3 separate regions of the Zea mays genome follow, and regions 1 and 2 are each linked to region 3. Evidence: chromatin contacts called from public Hi-C data. All regions are on one chromosome and are shown on one strand. Each heading gives the region's core, a stretch centred on a gene start, on an enhancer-like site or on the middle of the called end of the contact. The rest is flanking DNA. Distances are from core to core; before and after follow the strand shown.

Region 1 (4,430 bases), core at 1,215-3,714, 240 kb after region 3:
GATGATTTAGGAAGTCTATTAGAGAACTATTGGAGTTGCTCTTATTATACAAGTCGTCATGGGGACTTGTCATATATATCTAACATAATACACGAATATTAGCAGCTAACCTGGAGTCCACACAGCATGCCTCTCAAAATCACTTAAATTTCTGTATTTGAAAATCTGGGTTCAAATTCACGAGCTGATTTGTGGCACGGCGTTAGCATCTAATAACAAAACAAAAAAAAATGGGCACTGACATTGTAACTTCTGTTCTCAACTTTCATTGTCGAAATGATCTCACTAACATATTCAAGGATATCAAATTGTTCCACGCAGATTGATTGTATTACGAACTGACCTTACACTCGAGCACAGTACAAAACATAGCAAATCCAGATCCACGGTATCGGTACCAGCCTGAAAAGGTACATAAAAGAGCTACGGCTATAATGCTTCGAAAGGATGCCATTATCAGCAGGCTAACATACTTCACTGCTTCCTTGCCGCGACAATGTTGTCAGCCTACAAAATAAAGATGACATATATTACAGACAGATACTATTCAAATGGAAAGAACATAAAATGGAAGGATACTTCTGTACCAGAAGAACAATACAGCTCTGAAATTAGATCAATGCAAGATACTCAGAAAATATCTAGTTGGCATTTTTATGAGCATGTTAAATACCTCTTTCTTCACAGGCTCTTCCTTCTCTGACAGAATCAGCTCAATGTGGCAAGGGGAGGACATGTAAGCTGCAGAACAGCAACATTAAATATACCATTCAACAGTGTCGCAAGAATGAAAGACCATCCTTCGATACATACGGTTAATGCGTCCGTGAGCACGGTAGGTGCGGCGCCTCTGCTTCTGGGCTTGGTTCACCTGGATGTGTGAAACATAGAGGTTGTCCACGTCCAAGCCTTTCACCTGGAAATAACAGACATGTTAAGTCAAACCAGACAGTAGGAAATGTGAGTGCACGCTTAAAATGAAAAGGAAGAGACAAGAGGGCATACATCAGCGTTACTCTCAGCATTCTTCAGCAAATCCAATATGAACCTGGCTGACTTAACAGGCCAGCGACCCTGCCCATTGGAGTGGCGAGACTTTGCTTGTGCGGTGCGACCAACACCTCCACAGTATCTCCGGAAGGGAATTGCCTGCTTGTGAGCAATAACATCCTCAAGGTATCGCTTAGCCTTGGTCAAAGGCAGCTTGCGAAGCGCAAAAGCTGTCTCCCTTGTGTTCTGCAGTAATTTTACGAGTTTAATAAGAGATAACAGAAAGATAATCAATCTCAGAGTCGCCATCTGAAATCTGATATCAACTAATCACTGAACTGAGTATCACAGTATGCCTAAGTTGAATGTGGGAAAGCACAAAAAGGATTTCAAGCTTATACAGATCGCAAAAACCCAGTTGCAGGTTCATAGGAAAGCCCTATGTGCCAAAGCTTCTAACTATAATTAGAGAGAATTCACCTAGAATATTCTGTACTTTCTAATGACCACTGCATGGTATACCTGTGCGACTTGTGACTAACAAAGTTACAAGATCAAGTAGAGGACACTGACAGAGCAATGCTTTAAAATCAACTTAAAGAGACTCAGGGCAATGTTTTAAAAGAACAAGAAAAAAAACTGTCAATTTATCAGTCCCCATGGACATGAGACTTATTATGTCTCATGAGATAGCTCACAATAAAATCAGTAATCCTGGGTTCCCCGAAACTTAATTTGGAATCAAAATTTCACTTTGAATCAACGATTTTGTTTGAGGTGTAACTAGCATGTCAACTCAGTATTTGAAGTCATCACACACACAAAAAGTATTTGAAGGCATAGCATGTACAAGTTTAATGAAACACCAGCATCATTCAGGCACGTCTCCAGAAACAAAAAATAAATGTCTAAAGATGTCACATTGTCTACAAACCATTAGTCATGGAAAACAACACAATGGTCCATAGGTAATAATCAACAATGTGTTTATGTCACTAAAGTAACGCGGGAACTGCTCATATGAATAACATAGCAGAACCTTTTACTCTTTAGGTTTCGACAATCTAATCCATCCATGCATGACATCACACTTATGTTGACACACTACTTTGCACCTCAAACCAGCATGTTGAAGAACCTATCAAATCAGCATGAAGAAACGCAACGCACCTTGAAGTGGACCCTCAGGTCCCTTCCCATGGCCTTGGCCGCTGCACAGACAACGCCAAACAACCCAAAATAAGCACTACAGATAGATGGAAGGACCTCAAACGCAAGACCAACGCACTACAGGAACAAAGATAGGCGAGATCTTACATTTGGTAGGGTTGCCCGGCTCCTGCGAGTACTTAACCTGCGACGCAACAACGAGATGTCAGTTAGAAAAACGCATCGAAGCATGGCGCCATGTTGGCGGAGGGGGTGGGCTGACCATAGCGGCGGCGAAGGAGCGAAGAAGGAATGGTCGCCTTCGCACAGACAGTACGCACTGAGGATGCACCGAGGGGGCGGCGCTGGCGGTGGCAGCCTTAAGAGATGGGAAACCCTAGTGCTAATGCGCTCTAGAGGGGCCCGGATGGGCTTGCTGATCTAATGGGCTGAAGTGTGCACGGCCCTTGTGGCTCAGAAGGCCATGTATGATCCGGCGCAAAACACCCTGCCCAGTGTCCACAACTCAGGGCTCTTTGCAACGCAGCAACTTTTCCTGTTTTTTAAATGATTTAATTTCTGGGGAATATGTATGGTTTCTGTAAAATTCCTATGTTGCAAAAGGGATCTTATACCTCCTCTGGAACCTAATTTTTTCCTGTTCCTATATTTTCTATGAAAAATAAATTAATACCTATGAAATTCTATCACATCAGGTTTTAGGGGGCAAAACCACATGCATAACATATGTGTGTTAGGATCTATTTCCACACATATGTCGACATCACAAGGGTAATATATCAAAAGAACAATGCATAAAAGCGTAAATAAAGATTATATTAACATAGTACACTTCGAACAGACATAATGTCTTAACCTTTATTCATCAAAGTACAGCGAAACATGGACATCCTTCCACAGGAAGATGACCGGGGGTATCACTAGACTAGCATCCATGGAGTTCAGTATCATAACTTCATCTTCAAATTTATGATCAAAATTAAGCAAGGGTGAGATCACTTATGGTCGGGGCTCAGCAAGTAGGGGAAAATGCAAGGTAACACGGTAAGGCTAAAGTTTAATGCGATTGGCATTTTAGTTGGTCAACATTTTATTATCAACACCTGATTACTAGGTATAAGTATATACCAAACCCAATTAAGCATAATTCATAACCGGCATGCACTTAAACCATTTGAACAAATACCATCAACATGAAGCTCAACCTCTTGAGCGAACCACTTAAGCATACCGCTTAAACAAAACCGATCACGATTTATTTCCATCTTGAAAATCGCCTAGAGGGGGTGGATAGGCGGAAACTGAAATTTACAACTTTAAACATACTACAAGCCGGGGTTAGCGTTAGAATAAAATCCGAGTCCGGGAGAGAGGGGAAAACAAATCAACCAAGAAAATAAAGTGGATGACACGGTGATTTGTTTTACCGAGGTTCGGTTCCAATGAACCTAGTCCCCGTTGAGGTAGTCACAAAGACCGGGTCTCTTTCAACCCTTTCCCTCTCTCAAACGGTCACTTAGACCGAGTGAGGCTTCTTCCTTAATCTCACAGGTCACTTAGACCCCGCAAGAATCACCACACAATTGGTGTCTCTTGCCTCACTTACAAAGCACTTGAGTAAGAAGTGAGAAAGAAAAGAAAGCCAAGCCAAGCAAATAAGAGCAACAAAGAAACACGAGTGATCCTCTCACAAGTCCTAATGCGCTAGAATTGGATTGGGGACTTTGATCGGATCGGAGGCTTTGATTTGTGTCTTGGAGTGTTGCACTTTGCTCTTGTATTGAATGGAGAGTGTTGAATGCTTAGATGGTTGGAGTGGAGGTGGTTGAGGGGTATTTATAGCCCTCACCCACCAAAACAACTGTTGGGGCGGGCTGCTGTCGATGGGCGTACCGGACAGTCCGGTGCGCCAGCCACGTCACCCAACCGTTAGGATTCTAACACAGTCGACCGTTGGAGCACTGACTTCTAGTGGCACCGGACAGGTACTGTTTACTGTCCGGTGCGCCTCTGGCGGCTGCTCTGACTTCTGCGCGAACTGTCCGCGCACTGTAGCGTTTATTGGTGCACTGTGCAGTCGACCGTTGCGTCGAAGAGCCGTTGCTCCGCTGTCACACCGGATAGTCCGGTGAATTATAGCGGAGCGGCGCTGGAAAAACCCGAAGGTGAAAAGTTCGGAGTTGTACGGTCCTGGTGCACCGGATACTGTCCGGTGGCATACCGGATAGTCCGGTGCGCCAGACCAGGGCACACTTCGGTTTCTTTTGCTC
Region 2 (4,493 bases), core at 1,684-4,183, 180 kb before region 3:
ACTGGTGTGCACTGAGATCCAACCTCAGGTCTTGATTCTGTGGGATGAGGCTTTGGCTATGCTGGGTGCTCAACAGATCGGTTTGTTTCTCAGTCGAAAGGGAACTACTACGTACAGTTTCTTGAATACCACCATGATACTCGGTTTCCTTAAGACCACAAGTCATCCTTGAATTTGCTCCAGCAGTATGTGTATCTGCCATCTGTGTAATGTCACTCTCTTCGTCAGAACCATGTTGTTGCCTACAGTAACAACTGTTGTATTCTACTGACAAACTATTCAGTTTACTAGATTGGCCATTTGAGCATGTTGTCCGGTCTGACTGTTTACTATGGCTCCCATTAGCTGCTACCTCATCATTGGTGCCTACCTCCATCTGCTTACCCTTTCTGCTTTGGTTAGTGCTTGGCTCCTCCATAGGTACCTTGGAACAATCACAGCTCCGTTCTACCACCTCCTCTCTAAAAAAGAGTGAAAGACAATCCTCGATTGTTAGTACACAATTGCTATCCTCCCCTATCCCCTTGCCATTTTGATCTACATAGCTGCCCGGCGCCGTTGATGCATCGTGTTCAACTTGTGGAACAATCAGTGGAGGCAGGGAATCTGCTGTTATCTGAATCATCTGCTCAACTTTAGCATCATAGATGCTATGAGGAACAAAATCAACTGAATTTAGTGGCTCCTCTGTGCACAAAACATGTATAAGATTCTTGATTTGCAAGGTGCGCTGCTCTTCACCAGAATCTGCATAACCGAGAATGTAATAGTTAATTTTAACAACGATAAAATATCACGCAACAAGTAACTATTGTCCTCTACACCATTTTTAGTCCCCCACATGATTAATTAAGCAACCTCTTATAGCAAAAAAAATGATATATGAAGAGAATCCCCTATAGTCAAGTGCAATTTTTAACTACTGTACACGAGAACAAAAAAACCATGCTAGGTTAGTATATATATTTTTGAATGAACACTTTAGGTTAATATGTTGATTGTTGAACATACTAATCTTAACAATTCTCTGAGTTTAGCATGTGTAAAGAGTTCTTAAACAACAATTTTCTCCATTTAGGAAGTGTAGGAGACCCACTTAGAAAAAAAACACCTTTTTTAGGTTGATAAAAATAGACAACTACAATGGTACTGTTTGAGTTTTCGACAGTTTTCTGCACACCAACTTCCATGGGCCCTGATGTTTTGTCCCAATCAAACCGTTCAGTTCTGAAACAAGAAGATGAAAATCACCAGTTTTACTGGCATCGATCTTCCACAAGTTACTCTCATTTGCTGAAAGTAACTGAGGAGCAGCCTTCTCCGGTTGAGGGTTGAGATTCTTGCTTGCTCGTTGTGATGATGATGCAAAATTTTCACATAGATCCTCTTTTGATGGCAGCGATAATGAAAGCTCCCAGAATTCTCCATGGAAAGCCGAAGCAGACTGACAATCTTTGCAGGACCTTGTATCACACAGTTCGCCCTTGAAGACCGCATCAATGACTGTCGGGGCACCTCTTTCCCTGTAAGGAGCTTGAATTCCCTCTTCCTCGTCATGCAATGCGCTGCGCAAGGACTCGAGCAGTTCATAGCTGTCGTGCATCGTGTAAGGTTCGTACTTGCCAGCATGTAATCGTACACTTCTCAAGAGTTTATCTGGGTTCAGCATGCCTCCCGCAGAACCAGCAGCGCTCGCCTCCACGAAAAGCTCCTTCAGTGCCATTCCAAGGTGGCCCGGCGGAGTATCCGGCCCTAGCATCCTTGCCCGCAGCTTGTCGAGCGCGAGGAGGCACTGCACCATCGCGTTCATGTAGCATGTGTTCCCGCGGTTTGGCATCCCTCTGATAGCATAGCCTTGCGCATTCACGGACCCGAGATCGGCGGCTGCACACCATGCGTCCCCGAGATTGAGCAACACGGTGGCGAGATCGCGGGACATGTCGAATCCAAACGCATGACCACCGCCGCCGCCGCCGCCGCCGGCCTGAATCTCGCCCGTTATCATCTCCATCTCGTCTGGCTCTGGATACACAGGCACTTCGTGTTCGCACTTGAAGCAGAATCCAGCCTGTGGATCGTCGAACATCGCGGCAACCCAATGCTTTTCCTGGTTGGCGTGGTCCTGAGCGTGTCCGTACGGGATATAGCTCGTCGAATCCCCGCAGGAATGCCGGCCGCATTCCAGGCACACCATGATCCGGCGATACATGGGCCGGCCGCCGGGCCCATCGGCCTCCTCGCGCCGCCGGCCCCGGCAGTCCTGGCAATTCCCCGCGTCGTCGGATAGCAACGACGAGATCAGAATATCATTGTGATAACTGTCCGTGGGGACGTGATCGCAGCATGGATCGTGGCCGGTCATCTCGGTACATTCCTCCTGGCCTAGCAGATGCTTCACTTTCTCCTCCTCCTCCGCCGCCGATGCGGCCAGCAAGTCCAGCCGCGGAACTTTGGAGTCCCGCGACCGCGAGCTCTCGTCCGCCTCCCACGGCCTCGCCCTCGTGTCAGCCATCACGTACGCCTGGAAGGAAACAAGGGATCACAAGAAATAAGAGAGTCGCATGAATGATGAATCCCAATTATTGGACCCGAAACCACCAAGCAAACAACAAACCCTACGAAAGCAAAAGCAAATAGCCAGCTGCGGGTTAGGGATTGGATCGGGGCCTGCGGGTTAGGGATTGGATCGGGGCCGTGGCAGTGGCACCGAAGAAGCTCCGAAGAAACTCGATCGCGATCATTCTAGCCACGATCAAGTAGACTGCGGGTTAGGGATTGGATCATGGGGGAGGGAGAAGCAAAAGCAAGATGGACACAAGTCCGACTCCGACAGAATAGAAAAGAAACAGGAGAAGGGAAATAAAACAAACTGCCGGCGAAAATGGCGCCGGAACTGAGGGACCGCGGCGACGCCCGGAACCGGAAGGGTTTTGGAGAGGGATTTCGCGTGGCGAACGCGGAGTGGAGATTTGCGATTGGGCTGATACTGGGGCCCATTTTGTCAAACTAGAACGTGCAGTAGCCCATCGGCTACTCATGGGCTAAATGGCTTTGCTGTGCAAATGAGATGAGAACCTCCCAAGTGCCAACCTTTGGACATCCCTCAACTATCTCTTCCTCAAGATTATATCAAGGATAAAACTTACGAAGATTCTCCATGTTCGAGGGAGCAGGAAGTGGATGGAGGTCCTCAAGTCGGTGTTGATCTTGCAAAAAAGATATAAATAGCAGGCCTGTGCTAGTGTATATACATCATGCTTGGCATCATCATTGTACTAGATTAGCTGTGTCCTTTACCTTGAGTGTGGTATGTTCCAGCCTTTTGTAGTTTCCTACATACGACATTACAGATTGAAAATTAATAAAACATGCATCATTAAAAAAATAACATCCTTAACAAGAACTTGTTCTCGAATCAAGCGTCCTTTAATCTGGCATTAGAACTCCAACCATGTTTTGCAAGGATCTCCATTGCCACCATCTCTAAGGCTTGACATACCACAAGAATCTCTTGGTGAGCTTCTTGTTTCTGCAATAATCTCCAGAGTCTGAGCCAATACATCCCCTGAAAAGAACCTGCAAAATTGATGGTATTGGTTTAAAATTAAAGGCCGCATCATTACGGCACAACCAAATAGACCAAAACATTGCTGCCACTCCAATTAAAAGTTTTTTCCGATGAGCTATTCCCTTGTTAGTAGCCCAATTCTCAATTATATGATTAATATTGATGGGTCTCTCTATGTTGAAAGCAAAGTAAATAATTCTCCAAATGTTCCTGATAAGGTAACAATCAAAAAAAATATGTTGAATAGTCTCATTCTGATTACAAAAGCAGCATTTCATACTTCCTGTCCACCCACGTTTAGCTAAATTTTCTTTAGTGAGAATAACTCCTCTCCCTAAGTACCACAAGAAAATTTTAATTTTGAGGGGGATTTTTAGTTTCCAAAGCAACATATTATGGGTTAAAGTGGGAGTATTCATTAGAAGGCGGTACATTGACTGGACTGAGAAAACTCCATTTCGGTGAGGTCCTCATAAGAATTTGTCCTTCGAATGACCCAAAGGAATAGATGCGAGTAAAGTTGATAAATTATGCCACTCGACCCGCTTCACCCCTACAATAGCTCTGCGAAAAGAAAGGTTGGGTAAATTTCCATTCATAACATCTTTGACTAAAGCCTTTCTTTTCCGCACGATATTAAAAAGGTTTGGATAAATGACCTTAAGCGGTCTATCCAGAATCCATCTATCATCCCAGAACCTAGTTGCGTGACCGTCACCTACTCGAAACCTCCCCCACCCCAAGAATTCTTCCTTAATATTCATGAGACCAGCCCAAAAATGAGAGTCTCCTGATTTTCTCACGGCTTGAGTAAGTGATTTGGATCCTAAATATTTATTTTTTAGAAGTTGTTGCCATGTACCGTCTTGATTCAATAACTTAAAGAGCCACTTGCTGAGTAAACAAATGTTCTTAGTGGCTAGAT
Region 3 (4,500 bases), core at 1,257-3,756:
AATCGAATCATTTTCGCCATGTGAAATCTTGGCAGATGCTGAACTGCATGCTCCATGCTGCCATGTTGGTCTTGGTGGCATCTGTGATGATGACAAGACATCACCACCTTCAACCTCTGCAGTCTTAATATAACGAAGACGACCAAGGGAAGAACACCCACTTCGTTCTCCACAGGTTGTCAATCGTGCAGGAGTCATCATCGGCTTGCTAGCATCTTCCAAGCAACCATTCCAATGTTGTTTTAACCATTCACATACTGCAGGGATAGGGATCCCAAACTGTGTGGGCACATCCTTTTTTGATGTACAAATGGCAGTTGATGATGCAGAAGCATACCCATTGGGTGTAGAAGGTGCAATCTTCATGGGATCACAGACCATAAAAGCTAGGTTGCCGTGCATATCAAACCCAGCAGATCCAGGATGCCACAAGACTTCATCAATCGAGAACTTTATAAGGTTGTCTGTAGCTATTACAACCTTCCCCTCACCTACAGCCAAATCATTTCTGTTGTGGCCCAGTAGCAAAACCGTACTGCCAAGGTCCAAGCTGGGGTTCAAGCAAGTTTTCAAAAAATGAGGCTGTTGCCCATGTGAACTCAGGTCATCATCCACGACATCAAGGCCAACTATTGTAAGGTCAAGTATAGAACTGGTAATAAAGAACCTGAAATGAAGAAATACAATGTGGAGAGTAAATAACTTGGCAAAGGCATGCAAAACAAAGCCCCATGTGAGCTCAGAGCTCTTACACTTATTTAGCTTACTCAGCCACTATTTACGTCAAGGAGAATGTACATTATAGTATATTTTCCGCATTATTTTCTTTTAAGTATTTCATATCCTTTCATCATTTCATACAACTGATCCTTGAATGTCAATAAAGTGTTCCAGAGAAAAATTTAGGTTATCCCTTGTTTAATTAAGACTGCATTAAAACATGTCCTGTGCTCATCAATTAAGTGGACAAACAGATCCCAGGACCACTTTTCAGGAGACATTATTTGCCACAGGTAATTTATGTACCCAGTAGCCAATCTGCAACCTAGACTTGAAAAGAATTTATGCGAGATTGTACAGAAACAGAAAGACATTCCAATGCTGGACAACCTAAATTTGAAAATAATTTATGCCAGTTTCTACAAACCAGCTTTAGTCCCCCATCCCTTACAAAATGCCAGCAAAGCTTTCTGATTTACATGTCATGCAGTCAAGCTGAGAGCATGCGATAGTGAGCATACATCTCTTCTTGTTACATTGGTCTATATATCTGCTACTGATAGATCTCCAATCTCACAAGATCCCATCAACAAGGCAGCAGAATGCCAGAATGCATTTATATTCGCGCTATCTGTTCCTCACCAACCAAACAAAATGGAAATCCTATCCCCACCGGCATGTACTGTTTTTTTAGAATCAATACTCGCATGTACTGTTGCCGCAATGACTAAGCGGAACAACGACATGAAGATTATCTAAGTCCATGACCACAAGCCACAAATAATCTTCTGGGTCATATGGTCTTATGGAAGTCAACCCCAGCGAAATGGCCCCAAATCTCAAGCTTCCACACAAACAAAACCTCTTTTCTCAAATGCAGAAAGGAGGGCATGGCATTGGCGGAAAATTCACCCCAAAAAACTAATTATTTACAGCAGTGTTGCACCAGGGAATTACGACTACCAGCTTTCAATTCGCTGTAAAAATAGATCCTTTAAAACCAAGGCCAAGGACTCAAGGTCCAAGAGAGTGCAGCACAAATAAATTTCCGAAACGCACATTCCAACCCAAAATACATTATTTTCATGCCGCACCGTACTATCTAGAGATTCCCCGAGGCGATGAGCTCATCCTCCAAAAATCGAATCGCCAGACACCAAGTTGCAATTTCAAACAAACACAGTCGGAAGCTAAACAGGGGATACCAAGAAATGCGCTGGGTTCTAATACCTTTGCGGCACCAGGCGAGCTAGGAGGCGGCCGTGGCTGAGCCGAACCTCGGCGGCGCCCGCCGCGGCGGCCGAAGGGATGGTGCCGTGCGTGGTGAGCAGGAGGCTGCGGTGGATGAGGAACCCGCTCCCGCCTTTGCCTCCAGCTCCTCCTCCGCCGCCGCCACTGGGGAAGGATACGGCAGCTATGGCGGCGCCCTTTGCGGCGAGGAGGCTGGACTTGATCCGCTCCAGCTTGGCCCCGCGGGAGCAGAAGCACCACCCCGAGCCTTTGCCCAGGATCCCCATCCGGTGTCTCTTGCCTACTCCTTGCTACGGCTGCTGCTGCTACTCCGGCGAGCGGCGGCGGACCACCGGGCGGCGATACGAAGTGGACTCGTTTCGTGCGGAATCTCGAAGGGGACGGGAGTCGTGGCCTCACACACCGAACGTGACACAGTGTGCTTGTGCTCATGTCATTTGTCAATGTCCTGTGTGATTATTGCTGCCACCTTGATTGACCCCTGGTTTCTATTTTGAGGACTGAAATGCGATACTCCACCGTGTGACCTTGCTAAAGTTTAATCTCTGCGATATCCAGAGGTGTTTGGAATGGCTCTAGATTACAGCTCTAGTATGATGCTATAATTTATAATATTAATTTAAATAATTTTAAAAATATTTTTAATCTAAATAATAAACGAAATAACTTATCTAAATGTCTTCTAAAGACTTACCGTTCTAGCTATACGATTTTTTGGAGCACCTAATGATCTGCTCCACTAACTTCACCGAATTTTTTGAAACTAGATCTATCCCAAACAGGGCCGATGTTTAAATAATAATTACGGATATTAAATATAGTCTAATTATAAAATTAATTTTATAGATGAAGACTAAAAGACGAGACAAATTTATTAAATTTAATTAAGTCTATATTTCATAATTCTAATTGATATTCATACGTTTGATCTGACACGAACTAAACGTTTAGTCCTAAAATATCTTATAATTTGATAATGATGGGCTCTATCTTAACTGCATTATTTTTAGATTTATTATTTAACTAAAAAGCTCTAATTGCTCCATAGAAGACTAGTAGAAAACTATGTATGTTTATCATCGTAGTTTTTCTTGTCAAGGATTATTTGGTAATGATTTGACCAATAACTGAAGGTAAATGTATAGAAGACTTACACAGATTATGGCTCGCAATGCGCTGACGGTGTCTATGAAACGATCTATCATTTTAGGCTTTCTGATCCTCCTTTTATAGTCTAAGGAGGGGAAATGTTTACGAGGTATGCATTTGGATCGGATACAAGATCAATATTAAGTTGGTAACATAACACGAGTCGTGACCGAGTTAGTCCCGAACCGTGTATAATATGTATCTTATCCTTTTACACGTTTCTTCCTCGTCCGCTAGGACTTTGCCACGTCTATATGGATATCGATCTTATCTCCTAATTCTTTAGGATCTTTGCCATCTTTATCTTTCTATAACTTTCTTGCTGGTGAAATCTTCCTCTGACTATGTGGGCTGAGTCCTAGTGCACTTGTCCGAGCTCATGGACCCACATATCATGGTCGTCTTCATGGAGTTATATGTGGATATATTTGGCATATATCCTTTACAGTAACCAAGGCTTATTTTGTCGACTTATTAACTTATGCAAGTAAGACTCTACTCTTAAATCTTCTTGTGTAGCTTGTCCTTTAGTCTATTCTACCCCTGCATGGCAAACAATTAGCCATGGTATGTTTGGAGGCTTTGGACTAATAGGTTCACTCATCGGTATGAGTATGACCAACCGTTACATCCGCTTGTCATCATCTAATTGATTTTTTCCACGTCACCATATAGCAGTCTACTACAACGTTGTCTATGACAAATCCATGTATAAAGTCTATATTAAAATCGGAAGCATACAAATTTTTGCATACAACAGAATGTTCAAATTGTTTTATCATCAACAAACATGCATATACATGCATCATCTTAAGCAAAGCACAACGTGCAAATATAATGTTTACATTGTTCATGGTCGCCTAGCAATCAAATTGTTTGCAATACTATCATGAAAACTTACATTGTTCATGGTCGCCTAGCAATCAAATTGTTTGCAATACTATCATGAAAAGCATCATGTCTTGATTGTCATCTCTCAACCGATTGTTTAAACTACTATGCTGAGATGAGGCTGACTCCGAGTAGAAGTTGCTAAGCTTCCTCCACTTTGATTTACACTACACGCAATACACAAGAATTTAATGATACTTACAATTACAAAGCAACAGAAAAAATATTTTAATGTAACCTTATCTGCAGAGACTACCTTTGTGTGCTCTTTCCAAAAAGAATCTGGTGCCACAACTGTGTCGTTAGCGCATCCAAGTCCGGTCTGCTTATTCAGCATGACCAAAACTGATACAATCCCTTGAACTGACCCCATCTGTTTCTAAGTTGTTTTTTTGGAGTGGTGCAAATTTGTGCTTATAAAATACTTTTCTGCTATGTTTTTGTATGCTCTATTGGTCAAAGTACCATTGTTGCTAATTTGCTATCCCC

Evidence for each region. A called contact is a pair of places that touch in the nucleus more often than the background predicts.
Region 1: a Hi-C map of tassel shows a contact between it and region 3, with 4 times the contacts expected there. The contact joins the promoter of LOC541667 here to the promoter of LOC103653202 in region 3. A contact is called at or near these places in 2 of 25 Hi-C or Micro-C datasets (ear and tassel).
Region 2: a Hi-C map of leaf shows a contact between it and region 3, with 2.4 times the contacts expected there. The contact joins the promoter of LOC103653200 here to the promoter of LOC103653202 in region 3. A contact is called at or near these places in 8 of 25 Hi-C or Micro-C datasets (ear, endosperm, leaf and 4 more).

What each region holds. Positions count from the first base shown.
Region 1 is chr4:46,199,007-46,203,436 of Zm-B73-REFERENCE-NAM-5.0, forward strand. It overlaps LOC541667 (ribosomal protein L17), which reads right to left and starts at 2,465. Exons shown (of 7, transcript NM_001111420.1): 1 at 2,423-2,465; 2 at 2,308-2,344; 3 at 2,161-2,201; 4 at 1,006-1,236; 5 at 814-916; 6 at 674-741; 7 at 300-507. The coding sequence starts at 2,425. The coding sequence ends at 475.
Region 2 is chr4:45,786,094-45,790,586 of Zm-B73-REFERENCE-NAM-5.0, forward strand. It overlaps LOC103653200 (ubiquitin carboxyl-terminal hydrolase 1), which reads right to left and starts at 2,934. Exons shown (of 6, transcript XM_023302344.2): 1 at 2,615-2,934; 2 at 1,252-2,521; 3 at 1-747. The coding sequence starts at 2,512.
Region 3 is chr4:45,963,548-45,968,047 of Zm-B73-REFERENCE-NAM-5.0, forward strand. It overlaps LOC103653202, which reads right to left and starts at 2,507. Exons shown (of 3, transcript XR_565320.4): 1 at 1,951-2,507; 2 at 1-667.